3 separate regions of the Mus musculus genome follow, and regions 2 and 3 are each linked to region 1. A link is a contact called in public HiCAR-type and HiChIP or PLAC-seq data. All regions are on one chromosome and are shown on one strand. Each heading gives the region's core, a stretch centred on a gene start, on an enhancer-like site or on the middle of the called end of the contact. The rest is flanking DNA. Distances are from core to core; before and after follow the strand shown.

Evidence for each region. HiCAR-type assays count read pairs that join an accessible place to other places. HiChIP or PLAC-seq counts read pairs in DNA pulled down with a chosen protein or histone mark.
Region 2: a contact with region 1 is called in a HiCAR-type map of astrocytes, with 4 times the contacts expected there. The contact joins two enhancer-like sites. A contact is called at or near these places in 1 of 39 promoter capture datasets (cranial neural crest), 9 of 115 datasets of contacts at active chromatin or transcription factors (the SCID.adh cell line, T-cell acute lymphoblastic leukemia, astrocytes and 6 more) and 2 of 9 other capture datasets (embryonic stem cells and embryonic trunk).
Region 3: a contact with region 1 is called in an H3K27ac HiChIP or PLAC-seq map of stem cell-derived stembryo, with 9 times the contacts expected there. The contact joins two enhancer-like sites. A contact is called at or near these places in 6 of 39 promoter capture datasets (3T3-L1-derived adipocytes, cranial neural crest, embryonic stem cells and 3 more), 8 of 115 datasets of contacts at active chromatin or transcription factors (differentiating embryonic stem cells, embryonic basal ganglia, embryonic forebrain and 4 more) and 2 of 9 other capture datasets (embryonic stem cells and embryonic trunk).

The regions. Positions count from the first base shown.
Region 1 is chr2:33,875,327-33,878,119 of GRCm38.p6, forward strand. The region is part of intron 1 of Mvb12b (multivesicular body subunit 12B); the gene reads right to left. Among named protein-coding and RNA genes, the nearest start is that of Mvb12b, 11 kb to the right of the region's middle. RefSeq lists an enhancer at 4-2,793. Within about 2 kb of position 1,430, at least 162 of the 459 cell types and tissues checked have an H3K27ac peak or open chromatin away from gene starts, as enhancers often do. A contact at or near this core is called in the SCID.adh cell line, astrocytes and stem cell-derived stembryo, where this site is marked.
Region 2 is chr2:34,503,058-34,506,220 of GRCm38.p6, forward strand. The region is part of intron 5 of Mapkap1 (mitogen-activated protein kinase associated protein 1); the gene reads left to right. Among named protein-coding and RNA genes, the nearest start is that of Gm34178, 71 kb to the right of the region's middle. Within about 2 kb of position 1,489, at least 20 of the 459 cell types and tissues checked have an H3K27ac peak or open chromatin away from gene starts, as enhancers often do. A contact at or near this core is called in the SCID.adh cell line and astrocytes, where this site is marked.
Region 3 is chr2:34,602,937-34,605,981 of GRCm38.p6, forward strand. The region is part of intron 10 of Mapkap1 (mitogen-activated protein kinase associated protein 1); the gene reads left to right. Among named protein-coding and RNA genes, the nearest start is that of Gm34178, 29 kb to the left of the region's middle. Within about 2 kb of position 1,320, at least 23 of the 459 cell types and tissues checked have an H3K27ac peak or open chromatin away from gene starts, as enhancers often do. A contact at or near this core is called in stem cell-derived stembryo, where this site is marked.

The DNA.
Region 1 (2,793 bases), core at 180-2,679:
CTAGAGGTCTGGCCCTCTTCTTTGTCTAGTTTAACCTCCAGGTCAAGTGGCTCTTACTCAAAGCTAAGCACTGTGATCCTAATTCTCACTGGTCACTTGGATGAAAAGACATGCGTGGAATTAACCTTTTGCTGCTCGCTGCCTCTGCCCAGGACCAGCGGAGGAGGCTGATGAAGTACGGAAAGCTGTACTGAACGCCTGGCCACCTGAGTGGCTGTGCACCAGAATCCAAATAAAACCCTCCGCACCTGATATGGAGCACTGTTACTGGGCAAGCGGTGGGGAAGAACGAAATAAGTCCCACCTTGCTCCACAGCAATTAAGCCCTACTGGCTGCTGCCCTCTCAAAGCTACAGCTTCTAAAACAAACATCCTGCCTGAAGAGGCAGCGGGAGGCACATTCGAGTTCCTCAGACTCATACCAAAAAGCGCTGGCCACTCAGGCTGTCTGTAGCCCACCTCACAGGAACCATCAAATCGCTGCATGCAGGTCTCCTGTTTAGTCAGCGGAACCTACAGAGTACACTGGAAACAGACGTGGTGCTGGTTAGGACTTGGCAGTGCCTGGCACCTCGCAGGTCGGGGGCAAGAGGTGGAGACCGGTCTGCACCTCTTTCTCCTCTCCTGAATTTTCATTTTCTAGGCAGCTTTTATCTAGCTAGGGCGGCTCAGTGCTTAGTGCTCTAGCACCCAGTAGGTACTGAGTAAATATTTATCAGGTGACTCCACACCTGTGACCCCAATATGGGTTTAGGGTTAAATAGCTGCACCTGCCCAATTCTGAGCCAATCTCTAAACAAAATGCCTCTGTCCCTGAAAAATCCTGTAAGGGGTGGGGGGTGGGGCAGATAAAAATCACAGGGCTGCAGTTTGCAAAAATATTGGTACCTGATGTCTGTTACCAAAGATGTTTTGCAATTAACAACTCATTAGCAAAATGTACGAATCCTGCCAGTGTTAAATATCATGCTGTGAATTTAATAAAGAACGTGTGAAGAAAAAAAAATATATATATTTTAAAATCCTACTGCCTTTACTATGAAAGAGAAAGAGGGACAGGGAATAAAGAGAAGAAAAAGAAATGAAGGAAAAGAGAAGGGATGGAGGGAGTCAGAAAAGAGCGAGATTGTGAGCACACACAGAGGAAATATCGCATTTGCTGGGAGATCCATGCTCCCCAATGGCAATGCACTCCATGAGGCATAATGACAACGACTCTCTTTCTTGCTGTCGATTGCAAGAGGGTGAGTACGCTTGCAAAGGGGAGCTACTGCTCCCATAATGCACCTCGGGAGCCATCCAGCTGCAGCTTCCAAGATGGCTGCGTGCGGGCAGCCTCCAGCGGAAACAGACAAAGAGCCTGGTCTCAGAGCTCAGGAGCCCAGCTCGCCCAGCCCACTGCAGGTCTGGCTCAGCCCGCACAGTCGTCTCCAAGCTCGCCCCGCCTCTCTCCCTTGGTTGCCAGGTTGCTGTGCCCTGGGGATCAAGGCAGTCTTTGTGCCTCGGAGACAAATGGCTGTTCCAGGGGCTTCGGCCCACTTGGCGGTGGGGCATGGCCGCCACCAGCCAAGGAGCCTCTTAATGAGAAACGCCCAAGATATCCATGGCAGAGTCCATCGCTCAAAGTGGCTTGCCCTGAATTACATATTTTCTGACTGCAAATTACTTTTAACAGCGTCTCTACAGTCACTTCAATTGACCTTCCTAACAAAAGGCCATTTATTAACTTGCACTCCGTGTTTCCTCAGGCTGCCTGGAGCCTCCAGCCGGAAGGGAAGGCAGGGAGCACAACGGGGACCCTGCAGCCCAGGGTCCTGAGCCAGGCCTCTGCCTGGAAGAAGAGGGGCCGCGAATATGAGCCCAACAGAGGGCTAGAAGGGGAGGGTAAGGGAGCAAGTGACAGACATTGACCAGCAGGCAGGAGGTGACTCCGTATAAGACACAAAGGGCCTTCCAGCAACAACTCCTGGTTCCATCATAGTGGCTCCGCGGCCACGTTTGTACAGAACTCTGCACATCCACTGGGCTTTTCCAGGTTCCTTATCAGCCGATACTCTCCTCAGAGCTGGAGGGTCCCTCAAGCTAGCCTTATTTTTACATAAGCAGAAACTGAGGTTTGGTCCAGACCCCCAGCAGCTGGTGGCTGACAGCAGGCAGAGGATGCTCCACAGTCTAGTCTGTGCACTGTCCACTGCACATGGGGACCAGCATCCTGCTCAAATGCAAAAGCAGGCTCAACACTAATTATATTTTAAAATGCCAGAGTGTTTTTTTCCTCTGGCCATAGCTCACTAAGTAAAGCAAAGGGGAGAAGCATACAGAAAGATAAAAGTAACCTGGGATTAATTTCCCTCACACCTCACTTTTGAGATTCAACATTTCCCTCATAAATAATTTACAACAATAAAAATGAGCTAAGGCCATGTTTGTGTAGGACAGAGGTAAATTCAGGCCTAATGAGGGAGATCTGAGCTCGGCACAGGGGGGAATGGGTTGATCTATGGCCTAGCGTGTGCAGGATCCACAGCACACAGGGGCTCCATTACCACGCACAAGCAGCGGGGCCAACCGGCCTAAAGGAAGGGAGCAGAGAGGCAACACTGTGCCATCCAGCTGTGGCCACAGGAAGTGTCTCAGGGAAAGCCAGAGTAGAGTCCCTATTTGGGTGACTGGATGGCAGATACTGAGCCACTCTGAAACCAGTGGATTCTCAACACTGGCCAGGCAAGGAAGGAAGGTACTGGGCTCTTGGGAGTCACATCTGCTCTTGGCCATGGTGACAGTGACCTTGAG
Region 2 (3,163 bases), core at 239-2,738, 630 kb after region 1:
GGAAGAAAATGCATGGCCTTGTCAATGCCCTTCTGAAACAGGCCACTTCAGTACAGTTCCTGCTAGAACCTGTCAGCCAGGGGAAGGGGCCAGATATGAGGATCAGCAGAACAAAACATTGTGAAAAGCATATAGAGAAATCGATTGGTTTATATGCTGCTTTTAAAATGCAAAATGGAAATATTCTGCAGCATTAGATGAAAGAATACTAGTCAGAGTGAGTTCTAGGACCGCCAAGGCTTCACAGAGAAACCCTGCTCAAAAAACCAAGGAAACAAAAAAGAAGAAAAGAAAGAATGTTATGGACCAGGGAAAATTTGTAAGAAAAATTAGGAGTTGGGGAGATAGTTTGAAGCACATAAAAAGTCACAATACATTATTTAAGAAAAAAAAAAAAAAACAAACAAAATGTGCAGGAGCAATACACAGGATTAGAATACTTTGTATATTGAAGCTATTAACTATACAGAACACAAGACTTAAAAGCATCTACCTTTTTTTTTTAAGGTTTATTTTATGTATGTGAGTACACTTTTGCTGTTTTCAGAAACATCAGAAGAGTGCATAGGATCCCATTACAGAAGGCTGTGAGCCACCGTGTGGTTGCTGGGAATTGAACTCAGGTCCTCTGGAAAAGCAGTCAGTGCTCTTAACTGCTGAGCCATCTCTCCAGCCCCAAGCATCCACTTGTAGCAGCCCCTCAAGTCACTGATTAAATAGCACAGTACTACACACTGAGCTTTTCTTTTTGCTGCAAATTGCTCAAATAAGAGAACTTTAAAATGTCTGTCTGTCTTACCACAAATTAAAAGAAAAACCTTTTAAATTCAAACTTTAATTTGAACAAATTTCAAAAACTGTGGTTATCCAAGCTGACATTTCTGAAAACAACTTCCTGGCATATATATTTAGAGAATTGAAATTGTGGTAAAATACACTTAATGTAATTTTTTCATATTTTAAATTATGTGTATTTCATTTGGTAATCAAATGATTTAGCTTCCTTATTTTTTTCATAGTTGGTAAGAAGAGGCTTTTTTTTTTTCAAAATGAAAACTAATCTTTTAAAAAATGAAAGGAAGGATCAAATTGGTGATGAGCCAGGACCCTCCTAGGGTGCTGGCCTCTTACCTTCTTATCTCTTACAGTGCTTTGTCAGTGTCTGCAGGGGAGCTTCACACACCACCCGCCTTCCCCCACTCATCAGTCCCCCCACCAAGTTAAGCCACAGGCCTTTCAGTTTTACAGTTTGTGACACAGGAAACACTGGATTCTTGGTCCCTTTTGGTGTAAGCCAGTCTGTAAAATAAATAGAAATCCCTTCCTGTGGGGCAGTGTGGGAAGGATTTTTTTTTCAGCCTGTTAGTGTTGATGCTCTGGAATACATCCTTATTTGGTCTTTCCCAGTGGGCCGGTCTTTGGAAGAGTACCTCATTCACGGGGACCAAATTGCTAGATGCTTGTAAGAACTTCCCTCCAATTTTGGTTTGATTGTCAAGAAAACCATTTATACAAGAGTATTATTCAGCTGCCCTGTTCTGTGAGAACTTCAGCATCCAACTTGCCCCAGGGAAGGAATGGAGAAGTTGGCTGGGATTCTTGGCATTCTTTATTCTTTCTTGTATTTGTGAACTGTTGTATAAAACCTAACTATGGGATTTAGCCTGATTTCCTCCTGGTTTTGATATGCTGATTCTGAGAGAAACAGTTGGGGAGACACTAACTGAAAATACTTAAGTCTATCTACAGACCAGATTGAACAATTCACACTTCAGTATTCACATTGATTGAATTTTGTTTTTTTTGTTTTTTTTTTTTTTTTTTGGTTTTTCAAGACAGGGTTTCTCTGTGTAGCCCTGGCTGTCCTGGAACTCACTTTGTAGACCAGGCTGGCCTTGAACTCAGAAATCCGCCTGCCTCTGCCTCCCCAGTGCTGGGATTAAAGGCGTGCGCCACCACGCCCGGCTTTGATTGAATTTTGTGCCTTACAAAGTTTTGTTTAGATTTGGAGGCCTTACTCTAATTTCTTTGTATGTAGTCCATGATTTTGAGGAAAAAAAAATTCCCTCCAGGTTGCCTTGATAAAGTTTAGAGTATTTGGTTTAAGGGTTAGAGACACAGATTAAAGCTCCTCTCCAAGAGCTCTTTATACTTTGTAGGTTGGCCACAGACTCCTGGGCTCACGCATTCCCTCAAGCCTCAGTCTCCTTAGTGCTGAGACCGCAGGTGTTCTCCGTGCCCAGCTGTCTCATTTCTTCTTATAGCAGAGTACACTGTTTTTCTTCTTTTGTGTTTCCATTTCCTTCCAAATTTTTTGGCCATTATGTAGAAAGCTATGCTGGTTTTGTGGGTATGTGAGTTTTCATCTCATTTGAACAAGTACCTAGGAGCACAATTATGGGTTGCATGGTCAGGTAAACCTGTGTCATAAGACCCTGTCAGCTAGTTCTCTCTCGGAAGGCTCTGGCCTTTGGCCTTCCCATCAGTGAGCATCTAGAGTTGTGCTGCCCACAGTCTCCCCAGCATCCGGTGCAGCTGGCATTTGGACTGTAACTATCCTTATGGGTATGCAGAGATCATCTCATGCGATTTGCAGTCCCTGATGGATGGTGCTGAGCTGTTTGTGCTTGACTGCTGCTCAGCTGCTTGGGTGAGCTGTAAGAAGTTTTGCACATTTTGAAATTAAGTTTTCTTATTGTCGAGTTTTAAGAATTTTTTGTATTTTTAGATACAATTTTTAGATACAGTTCTGTGATGGTTTGTATATTCTTGGGCCAGGAAGTGGTACCATATGGAGGTGTGACCTGGTTGGAGTAGGTGTGCCTCTGTGGGTGTGGGTTTAAGATCCTCACCCTAGTTGTCTGGGAGTCAGTCTTCCACTAGCAGCCTTTGGATGAAGACTTAGAACTCTCAGCTCTGCTTGTGCCATGCCTGCCTGGATGCTGCCGTGCTCCCACCTTGATGATAATGGACTGAACCTCTGAACCTGTAAGCCAGCCCCAATTAAATGTTGTTTTTATAAGACTTGCCTTGGCAGGGGCCAAACTCCAGCTAAGGCCCAGGCTTCAGCTCCAGCCCAGGCTCCCAAAGGTGCTCAGGCCCCCAAAGGTGCCCAGGCCCCGTAGAAAAGGCTCCTGCCAGTGTGAAGACAGATGGACTGCTG
Region 3 (3,045 bases), core at 70-2,569, 730 kb after region 1:
GTTTAGATGCACTCTGTAGACTCTGAACTCCTGGGACAGTGGTATTTCATTTGAAAGGACTGACATGGACAACCTGTAAGACATCCATCCTTATGTGTCCACTAACTCTCATGTGCAGAGTTCATGTCTAGTTGGGTGGCATCCCCCTTCCCCTCTCCCAGGAAAGGTGGCAGCAAGATCAGGTTTTTTTTACTAAAGTCACTTGGCACACCACATCCCAGGCACCAAACCCGCTGACCACCCACCCTTTTTTCTCCCTGGCTGACAGGGCAGCTCCAGCAGAGACCACACATAAGCACACTTGTCCAGCATGACAGGCACCCTAGTTCAGCTTCGGAAGAAGCACGTACCTGGGATGTTTGTTCCTTTAGGTGCTCCCATGAGTGTGTGTAACAGAAATTCCAGTGAGGAGCGTGGGGAATATTCGAGGCCTTGCTGCTGTACAGTGGGCACCTGTGTTTACAAAAAGTAGCCCACAGCCTGCTCTCCGGCGCTGTTGACTCCCAGGAAATCTGGCCTCACACATGAGAGAGTCCAGTAGTGTTGTGCTTTTTTGTCTCTGACGGGGACTTATTTCCAAAGTTCCAGATCAAATACATTAAATATTGCCTGTTGGCAGAACAACAAACTCTCCTGAATTAAATGCCCCAGTTATTGGATTGCCTTTTCCTGAGAGCACAATCAGAAGCAGGACGCCTCTCCTCCTAACAGATATGTTCCCTAGCCCTATTAAAAGGGGTCTTCATCTAACCTGTCAAAGGGAGTCTGCTGGGGTTTTTTAGTTTTAATTACACTATCCAATTAAAACTCGTTGCTGCATTTGGATGCGCCTCTCCTTGGGCCTGAGTGGATATGACATTTACAAGGCTCGCCTTTCAAGCAGACAATAGTGTGATTGATGAGGCGCAGGTTCAGTGAAGGAGGCGAGTGCCTGTGGAGCACTGCTGAGTGCGCCTGGATTGATTTATCATCTCCTTCCCAAACCGGGGGACCTGGGAGAAGGGCGTAAGCAACCAGGGGACTGCCTCAGTTTCTCCAAGAGTGTGGAAGGGAAAGACCCAGTGTGGCTCAGGATAAAAGTGGGGAAAAAACTGTGGACATGGGACCATGTGTGACCATTCAAAGTCCAGCTCCAGGCCTTGGGCTCTTTAGCCAGTGTAGTAGCCTGTAACATAAACTGTAACGGCTTTTAAAAAGCCGTCGGTACATTTTGGAACAGTTCGTGGGGGCTGGCGGGCATTGAACAGGCCCTGAGAGCTCAGCTTCTCGGGATGTGTCCTGTCCACTGCCCTCTGCTGTTCACTGACAGCTGATTGGTGCCACCTCTGTTGCCTAGAAGCCCCTGGCCCCGGTATAGTCACTACTCATGACTTCAGAGTCAGCCAGTGCTTGTGGCCATGCGCTTGTCTCTGTACTGCCTGGCCTGTGCAGAGGTGAAATTAGAAGGCAAGAGCTTGTCCTAAGAGCCTAGCTGGTTAGTGAGAAAGAAGCCAGGGACTACAGCCACGACTCTCTGGGCTCTTGCTGTCAGGGCAGGATGAATGTGTGTGCTGCAGAAGACTGATGCTGCTGCGAGATGTGGCTTTCTTAGTGTCTACTTGCACTGTGCCAGAAAGTAAAAGGTGCTCTAGTGTTAGCTGGTGTGAAAAGCCACCTTCTTGTGTCTCAGTTTTCACTAAACAGTTAACTTGGATTTTATGGGCCCATCATAACAAATCAGTTACAAAGATATAGTGGAAATTTTGAGTACATTTCTGTTTCCTAGATTCTTATTACCACTCTCCTCAAATTCATCCTTTCAAGATTAACACAAGTGAGTCGTGGTAGAACAAAGCAAAAATGCTGAGCAGACTCTGTTTCCTGCTGCTTCTGCCAGCTCTAACTGTATGTAGTCTATTTATTTTAGGTTGGCAAGGTGGGTGACTTTTTTGCTTGTTTTTGTGGGTTTTTTGATGTGATTTTATCTTTTCTTTGTTTGGGGGGGTTGTTTGGGGTTTTGTTTGTTTGTTTGGAGTTATTTTGAGGAAGGGTCTTACTATTTAACTTTGGCTGTCCCGGGGAGCTCTTGTCACTGTCTAGAAGTCTTGACCAGACATGTTTTCTCTTCCTCTGAAAGAATTAAAAGGCAGGGAAATCTCAGTGCAACAGGTGGCAGCAGTGAGAATTCCAGACAGTGGATAAAGAAAGGCTGTTATTAGGAGTGAGGAGACTTATGCGGCATACAGGGAGAGATTCTGGAAGCCTGGAGCTGGGCACCTCCTTCGGGGCTGGCTTGTTTTGTTTTAAGCCTTTGAAGGATCTTCCTCCCCCAGTTTAGAGTTGTTCAGTTTGAAGGAAGCCTGGGTGGTTGATTGGCCCACAACTGTTATGCAGACATGTCCTCATCATATCCAGCCTTGAACTTTCTGAGCCAGTCCCATCAGCAGGAGGCCAGCTAGCAGGAGAAGAAACCCACTCGGCTTTTTTGTTTTAAGCTCTTGGGCATTTGTCTCAGGTCAGGAGTGTGAGGAAGAAGCCAGCCATCTTGGAAGTTCAGCATCTTTATTACCTACTCTTGTGGCACCACCCCTACCCCTGTCTGTCTGTCAGGGAATTTATCTAACTCCTACTCCCTCATGTAACCCATGCTGCCCTCAAACTCAAAAATCTGCCAGTCTCTGCCTGTTCCCAGAGCACTGGGGTCAAAGGCAAGTGCCACCACATCCCAATTTGTTTGTTGCTTTTGTGAATTTCCCAAGCTCTGGAGTCCAGGCTGGCCTAGAACTCACTGTGTAGCTCAGACCGGCCCTGAACTCAAGGCAATCTTTCTGCCTCAGCGTTCTGAGTACTAGAATTGCAGGCCTCAGTCACGGGTCATGCCCAGGTTCCAAATTGTATTTCCAGAATACTAAATTCTGTAAATAAATAATTCCATAAAATCTAAACTCCATATATGAGGTGTTTAGATATTAAGCCGTCTTTCATAGACCTGGAAAAAGTAACTGTACTTGCATTAAAAACAAGATTTTTATTGTCTCTGAGGTTCCCGAATGTAGTTTTAAAGAT